Linked DNA regions of Sus scrofa: region 1 is linked to region 2. A link is a contact called in public Hi-C data. All regions are on one chromosome and are shown on one strand. The core of a region is the stretch at or near the end of the contact, and the rest is flanking DNA. Distances in the headings are between cores, read along the strand shown. Region 1 holds the start of MPZL1 (myelin protein zero-like protein 1). Region 2 overlaps MPZL1 (myelin protein zero-like protein 1).

Region 1 (3,916 bases), core at 190-2,689, 42 kb after region 2:
AGGATCCAGCATTGCCCCAGATGCAACCTCAGCTGCAGCTGGGATTCAGTCCCTGCCCCGGGAACTTCCATATGCTGTGGGTGCAGCCATTAAAAAAAAAAAAAAAAAAGATATTTTCCAAAGATTACATTAAGGACTTTTCCATGAAACTAATTACTGAGTATACTCATGTTCAGATACTGTGAGGCAACTGACATTTTGCAAAACAAAAGAAATGAACAAGTCTCCATGGGTTCTTAGGAGTTGGCCCTCTTTATAACCATTACTTAACCACATTCTCAGACAGCAACAAGTACTCTGCTTTGAACAACACACACACAAACGCCTATGGGGGACTGCGGATATCCCTAAAAGAACTCATCCAATTCAATCAGTCCAGTCTCAGGTTTACCTTATGCCTCACTCACGAAATCTAGCAAGGAAAAAAAGGATTTTTTTTTTGGATAAAAGAAAAATGTGCCTTTTAATGTCCTATGTCTTGTCAAAAAATGGTGACGATGTCTCGAATGATTATGGATTTGCCCGAACTCTTAAACCAGGTCATTCCAGTGGTATTTCCAACTCTGCATTCTCACCCAAAAGTAATGTAAATTTCTTCTTGGTGCTCTGCAGACCCCAGAGATAAGCCAAATTAAGCTCCGGGACTCTTCTATCTCAGAGGCTTAAAAATGGGTACTTTACGAGGTTAAAAAAAAAAAAAAATTGCTTAAAACAGAGGAACAAACAACAAAGGCCCTACAAATGAAAAACCTGCAACCTTCCGCCACCTCCCAAAGGTGGAGAACGCCAGAAGCCCGGGTTCCTGAACCGGAATTCCAGGCGGGCCCAGGCGACCCAAAGTCACCATGCGGAGAAGGTGGGCGAATCAGCGAGGGTGCGATGCAGCCGCCCGTCGGGCCTGCTCTCCAGACAGATTCCCCCAGGAGTGAGCAAGGTAGGGAGTTTTTCCCCCTTCCTCCTCACGCAGGGACCGAGGAAGAAGAAAGAAGCTCCGCGCCTCCTCTGCCCGTAGCGGGGCCCGCGGTCCCCGCCCGCCGGCTCGGTTCCCCCAGCCCCAGAGCGCGTAGGCCGCGCCCCCTCCCCACCTCAGCGCCCCTCAAGCTCAGGGCCCGCCACCCTGCCCCAAGCCCCCGCCGCCACCGCAACACTCACGGAGTCCGAGCGCCGCCACCAGCACCGACCACAGCCAGCGCCCGCGGTCTGGGGCTGCAATCAGTGCCCTGGCCCCGGCGGGCGCTGCCATCGTCCTCTCGCTGCAGCCGCAGCCGCCGCACCCCCGGGCCCCGGTCCCCACTGTGGTTAGCTCTGCTCGGGGCTGAAGGAGCCTGACTCGCCGCCACCCGCGTCCGCTGGCACCTCCACGCCGCGCTCCCCGCTCGCGGCCCCAGGCGCAGCCAGCCAGCCCTCCGCCGCGGCCTCGGCTCCAGCTGCCTGCTCATTGGCCTGCCCCGCGCCCTTTGAAGGACGGGATTGGAAGGCACTTACTGTCCATCACCCCTCCCCCAGGTGTAGCCCCGCCCCCCTCAGTCCCACCCTGGCTCCTTATCCAGGCGCTGGAGGTCCTCGGCTGTCCGAGGGAACCGCCGCCAAGCCCTTTGCCTGCCTGCGTGGCTGCCGCCTGCCTTTCTCCTCTGCCTCTCTAAGGGTCCAACCCCCCAGATCTCATTATCTGTCCTCGCCTGTTTCAGCTCTTCTCCGTTTCTCTGAGCCTCACCTAAAGAAGCAGTTCATTTACTAAATTAAAAAAAGAAAAAGAAAAAGAAAAGAAGGATTAGGGTACAATGGGGAGAGACTTCTGATTCAGACTTCCAGATAGAACTCGTTTCCCCGCTTGCCCTGCTTCCCGAGGCGTGTCCTTTGCCTGGACCAGATAATTTATGTGTTGCAATTTGAAAAATCTACTAGCTTAAAAAGAAGTCTCCATCTTGTCTGACTCCCTTCTTAGGAGGCCCTCCTTTTGGTTTAAGAAGGGTCAGGAACTGAGAACACTTTCCTGCAACCTAGAGCACAAATGAATGGGGGGTTTGTTTGTTTTGCTTTTATCAACAAAATGTCCCTTAATTTATCAATAAAAAATTGGTTAGTTCTCCACCCTGACTCGGAAGTGCCTTGCCTGAGCCGGCTCCACTTGGTTATCTTGGCCCAGGACAATGTCTGCAACTTATTGGTTGCCCAGTAAATAAAGTGTTTGGAAGGGTCCTTCTGAGAGTAGCCCATGAAAGAGAGAAATGAGACAAGAGCACAAGAAAGATGATGGTGAAGGAAGAAAAGGAAAAACCCAGATAGGAGGCCAATAGTGTGAGTGAGGAAAACAAGTACTAGGCAGTTAGGAGAGAGTGGGGGAAGAGCGTGGTGAGAGGACCTAAATGCAGCCTCTCATTTCAGGATTTTGTCTAAAGTCAATCTTAGTAACACCTCTCCTGATTTGTTGCTGTTTTAGCCTGCTAGCCTTGCAGTACCACAAACTCATAATAATTACTTTAGCACTAGTGAGAGAAAACTGAAAACTACAAAGAGAGAGAGGGACCATTTCAATCTATTTCTCACTCAGCATGACCTTATGAAGTGTTTCTGGAATGCCATAGGTTGGAAAGAATACTAATATACAAGTGCATTAAGGAAGTTCCCATCGTGGCTCAGCAGAAATGAATCTGATTAGCATCCACGAGGACTCAGGTTTGATCCCTGGCCTCACTTAGTAGGTTAAGGATTCTGCGTTGCAGTGAGCAGTGGTATAGGTTGCAGACATGGCTTGGATCTCATGTGGCTGTGGCTGTGGCTGTGGTGTAAGCCTGCAGCTGTAGCTCCGATTTGACCCCTAGCCTGGGAACCTCCATATGAGGCCCTCAAAGGACAAAAAGAAAAAAAAAAGTGCATTAAGTGAGCAACTACTATGTGCTGTAGATGTACAATACCTAGACTTTACTCTGAAGAAGCACAGTCTACTAGTCAGTGTAGCAAGCAAGTACGTAATGAGATTTTTTTTCATGCTCTATGAGATCAAATAAAGGAGAGACCTAAGGCCAGCAGGGACAATGAGGTTCTCAAAAACACATGTAATGTGAAAAGCTTCTCCACTGACTGTGATGTATCTCAACACACATATTCTCTCTTCTGAGAACCACTGGCCCATGAGGTGTCTGGAAAAGATGCACAGAGGATGTAGCATTTGAGGTGGATTTTAATGGGTGAATAAAGTTTCACCAGAGGGAAACAGGAAAAGTCAACTCAGACACAAGAAAGAAGTACTAGGTGTAAAGGAATAGTGGATTAAGCTTGTGTGATTTGGGACTTCAGGGGTTTTAGGGTAGGAGAGAACACTGGAAAAGCAGGCTGTGGTTATATTTTAAAGAGCCTTGGATTGTCTTTATTCTGTAGGCAGTGTGTAGTGATGACAGGGAGGTGACAAATTCAGACCCATGTATTAAAAGGGTGACCCCTGCAACAGACAAGGCAAGAGTGAGGAGAGTACAAAATAAGTTATTGATAGTGATGATGGAGCGGACTATTGGAAAAACCATTCAGAATGACAAGACTGGGTATAAATTGGATGGGAAGTTTAAGCAAAGACAGATGTGACCTCCACTTTCTAGCCAGAGTGGAGAATGATGCTGGCAGTTAACCAAGACTAAAAACCCAGAAAGAGAACCTGGTCTGGGAGGAAAGCTAATAAGCAGGGCCCTGAACACAGCTTCAGGTGCTGAGAAGACCCAGATGGTCAATCAGAAGGCAGTTGGATACCTAGGCCTGGAGCCCAGGGAAGAAGAGAAGGGCTAATGTGAAGTTGAAGGCCTGCCATGGTGGCAAAGTGTTACCACACTAAACAATATCAGACCATTATTAATAAAATATTTGTTGAATGAACACATGAATGGTTTATTAAGTTAATCTAGATAAGTTACAAAGGAAAAAAAAT
Region 2 (3,731 bases), core at 511-3,010:
CACAAAACCTGTGTCTCTACTAAAAACCTATCTAGAAGTGGCTCTCTCCTGCCCTTTCAGTGTCACCATCTTGGTCTACGCCACCATCATCTTTCATTCAGTTATCTGAGTGACATCCTAAGACAGTGTTTCTGCCTCCACTCTCACCCACTTAAATGCAGCCAATCCACAGAGAGTCCACAGAGATCTTGCTAAATTCAAGCCAGATCTTATTGCTCCACTACTCAAAATCCACCAAGAGTTCCCCACATCAGCCAGGATCATGTCTGAGTCCTCAGAGTGGCCCAGAAATCCCCGGCCACCTCTAAGACCTCATCTTCGCCTGCACTCCAAACATGCTGAGCAGCCACCCCGTCACCCTGTTGCTTCTCTGCCTGTCCTGAGTGCCCTCAGCACAGAGGAGGCTATGGACAGGGAGACGGGAAATGGTGATGCCACAACAGAAGATTAGCAACCTTGTGAACTGCTGGAAGTCAGATGCTCTGCACAGCCGACCTCAGGGGGAAGTTGCAGGAAAGCCCCATACTTAAAATTGCATGTGGCTACCAAGCACATAACAGAAGCCCAAAGTGCTTACAGCAGTTTCCGATCAATGTCAGTGAGCATGAATAACACCTGGTTAGAAAGTGTCTCCTGTGTGGGGAAAGGAGAAAAATAAAAACAGAGACCTCCCTCTCAGACTACATTCCATGTAGCCTAAGCAAGAGATGAGTTCACTGGCTGCAGAAACAATTGGGAATGGTTTGCTTTGTCCAGTCTTTTTTTTTTTTTTTTTTTTAACGTGACTAGGGGTATTATGGAGGTACACAGTAAATTATTGTGGAATTCAGATGGCTCATCTTCAGAGTCATAAAAGAGAGCTTTAAGGGGCTAAAGTAGTTTAAAAATGCAAATATAAAGAGCACTGAGATGCAGAGAAATTACTGTTCTATCCACAGCATCCCCTGACACTGTAAGACTGGAATTCCAGTCTGAATAAGATATTAAATAGGTTTCTTTTAGGCCTCAGATTTACAACTATGGTATAGTGACAAAAATCACTGTGAAAAGCAGAAATTAACACAACATTATAAATCAACTATACTTCAATAAAATTTTTTCAAAAAAGGGAGTTCCCATCGTGGCTCAGCAGTTAACGAATCTGACTAGCATCCACGAGGACTTGGGTTCGATCCCTGGCCTTGCTCAGTGGGTTAAAGATCTGGCATTACCGTGAGCTGTGGTGTAGGTTGCAGATATGGCTCGGATCCTCTGTGGCTGTGGCGTTGGCCAGCAGCTATAGCTCAGGTTCAACCCCTAGCCTGGGAACCTCCATATGCCGCAGATGTGGCCCTAAAAAGAAAAAAAAAAAAAAAAAAAAAATTAAAAAGAAAAAAAATCACTGTGTAAAGTATTAACTCTTTAGTTTTAAAAACTCAGATGAGGTCAAAAAGTCTGCTGCTGAGTCCTGGAAAAACAAACTGCCTCAGGAATAAAAATATAGAAATGAAATGAAACGATTAAGTATCGTAAGTCCCATCATGGCTCAGCAGTAATGAACCCAACTAGTACCCATGAGGACATAAGTTCAATCCCTGGCCTCGACCAGTGGGTTAAGGATCCTGCATTGCCGAGGCTGTGGTGTGGTCTGGCAGCAACAGTTCTGCCTAGCCTGGGAACTTCCATGTGCTGCAGGCGTGGCCCTAAAAAGCAAAAAAAAAAAAAGATTAAGTTACAGACATGTTTCTATGACTCTGAGTTACATATTAACTTACAGATAAACTTCAGAATGGTCATGGGAGCAGAGCTCGCCTTCTTCAGGGGAAAGGAATTGTGCTAAGCCACACTAGAGTTCAAAAGGCAAGAAAATAAACAAAAACAACTTCTTGTTCTGGCATGCCCTGGGAAATAAATTTCTAAAATGCACCACATTGCCCAAAAGGACCATTTGGCAGTGATGTGGCAATAACCCTCAAAGTAGGAGATCAATTCAAATAAAAAAGCCTGCAAAATCATTTGACAAGTAATCAAAAAGCTTGTGAAATCTACTCACTAAGGGTCATTTCTAGAGTAGTCAAATAGGATACCTAAAACTTGGTATTCTTCCATTCTGGATGGGGAACCCGAACAGTTTAGGGGAAAATGAAGGGCAAATACAAAATACATAAAAAACATCCATCACAATTCCAAAGAAAGAAGCAAATTCAAGAATGGTCCGCTCAAGAGGCTATTTCCTAATGGGATCTATTTCAATACTTTGAATTACTAAAGTGATAGTGTCAATAGTATCTTCCAAGGAACATGTCAAGATGACCTTACTCCAGTAAATGCAAACTCTGAAACCACAAAATCATTTTAAATACACCGGCGAAGCATTATTATGAATGAACAAATAGTTTCACGACCTGGTTTAAAAAAACAGTGGTTTCACTTTATTGGCTACAGCAATTCCTTGTCATGTTATTGCTGGGTCTAGGTGTAGTAACCTAGTTTGTAAAAACCTTACCCTTTTAACAGAGCTTGTTAAGGATTTGCTTGAAAATTGAAAGGCTTTTAATTTGTTTAAAGCACTTTGATGTTACCAGTCTATTCTCCTCTTTGAAAAAGTATAACCACGCAATTTATTCAGCTTTTCAGCCTATCTCTTGTTTGTGGTTGGTACACACTGATAGCCTGATATTGTTATATGCCCTAGAAGAATAAGACCTTCTAAAAAGGTAAAAGAATTCCTTGGTGGCTCAGGAAGTTAAGGATCTGGTGTTGTCACTGCTGTAGTGTGGGTTCGTGTGGGTTCAATCCCTGGCCTGTAGAACTTTCATATGCTTCAGGTGCAGCCAAACAGACAGAAAAAGAGGACGGGAAAGAAAACTGAACACAGAATTCAGGTTACTGGTTATGACTGAAACAGGGTAGAGGGGACAGGATGCAAGTAACACACACTACTGGTCATGTTTAATTTCCTAGCTTAGGTAGTGAGGGCACGGGACCTCATTTTATTCTGCAAACCACACACGTGTGCAAGAAAACACCCACCCACACAGCCTTTTGTATATATTTTATACTTCATAATAAAAACAAATTTTGCAGAGATGTCAGTAGATGCTAAGAGATTTTCTTTTCTTTTGTTGTCTTTTTTCAGCTGCACCTGCAGCAAATGGACGTTCCCAGGCTAGGGGTCAAATCGGAGCTGCAGCTGCCAGCCTACACCACAGCCACGTGGGATCTGAGCTGTGTCTGCAACCTAGACCTCAGCTCACAGCAGCTCCGAATCCTTAACCCACTGAGTGGGGCCAGGGATTGAACCCACATCCTCATGGATACCAGTCAGGTTCATTACCATTGAGCCACGACAGGAACTCCCAGACTTACTTCTTTACTTCCCAAATGCTCCACTGAAAGCATCCAGCACACAGCTCCCTCCCAGTGCAGCTGTGACTCCCATACTCAGGCTGGATAAGGAAAGCCAATTGATGGTATGTGTGAGTGGAAACAATGCCGGTGTCGGGTCAGAGGCCTCCAGCCTATCTCAGCACTGGGCCACCCTGCAGCTGACATGGGCTACATTCTGCCAGGCATCAGGGCTATTCTGGACCTTCCTCAGCTGGAGGACACAAAGTCAGGAGGCTACAAAAATATATTTTATTCAATGAGCCATAAATATTAATAAATTAAGCTTTGGACTTCCTGACATGGCGCAGTGGAAACAAATCCAACTAAGAACCATGAGGTTGCAAGTTCGATCCCTGACCTCA

What was found. A called contact is a pair of places that touch in the nucleus more often than the background predicts.
Region 1: a contact with region 2 is called in a Hi-C map of alveolar macrophages, with 1.6 times the contacts expected there. The contact joins the promoter of MPZL1 here to the enhancer-like site in region 2. A contact is called at or near these places in 1 of 5 promoter capture datasets (liver) and 7 of 47 Hi-C or Micro-C datasets (alveolar macrophages, brain, embryonic fibroblasts and 2 more).

Annotation. Positions count from the first base shown.
Region 1 is chr4:83,308,181-83,312,096 of Sscrofa11.1, forward strand. MPZL1 (myelin protein zero-like protein 1) reads right to left here and starts at 1,440. Exons shown (of 6, transcript XR_002343361.1): 1 at 1,153-1,440.
Region 2 is chr4:83,265,706-83,269,436 of Sscrofa11.1, forward strand. All of the region lies in intron 1 of MPZL1 (myelin protein zero-like protein 1), which reads right to left. Among named protein-coding and RNA genes, the nearest start is that of MPZL1, 42 kb to the right of the region's middle. Within about 2 kb of position 1,761, at least 11 of the 83 cell types and tissues checked have an H3K27ac peak or open chromatin away from gene starts, as enhancers often do. A contact at or near this core is called in alveolar macrophages and liver, where this site is marked.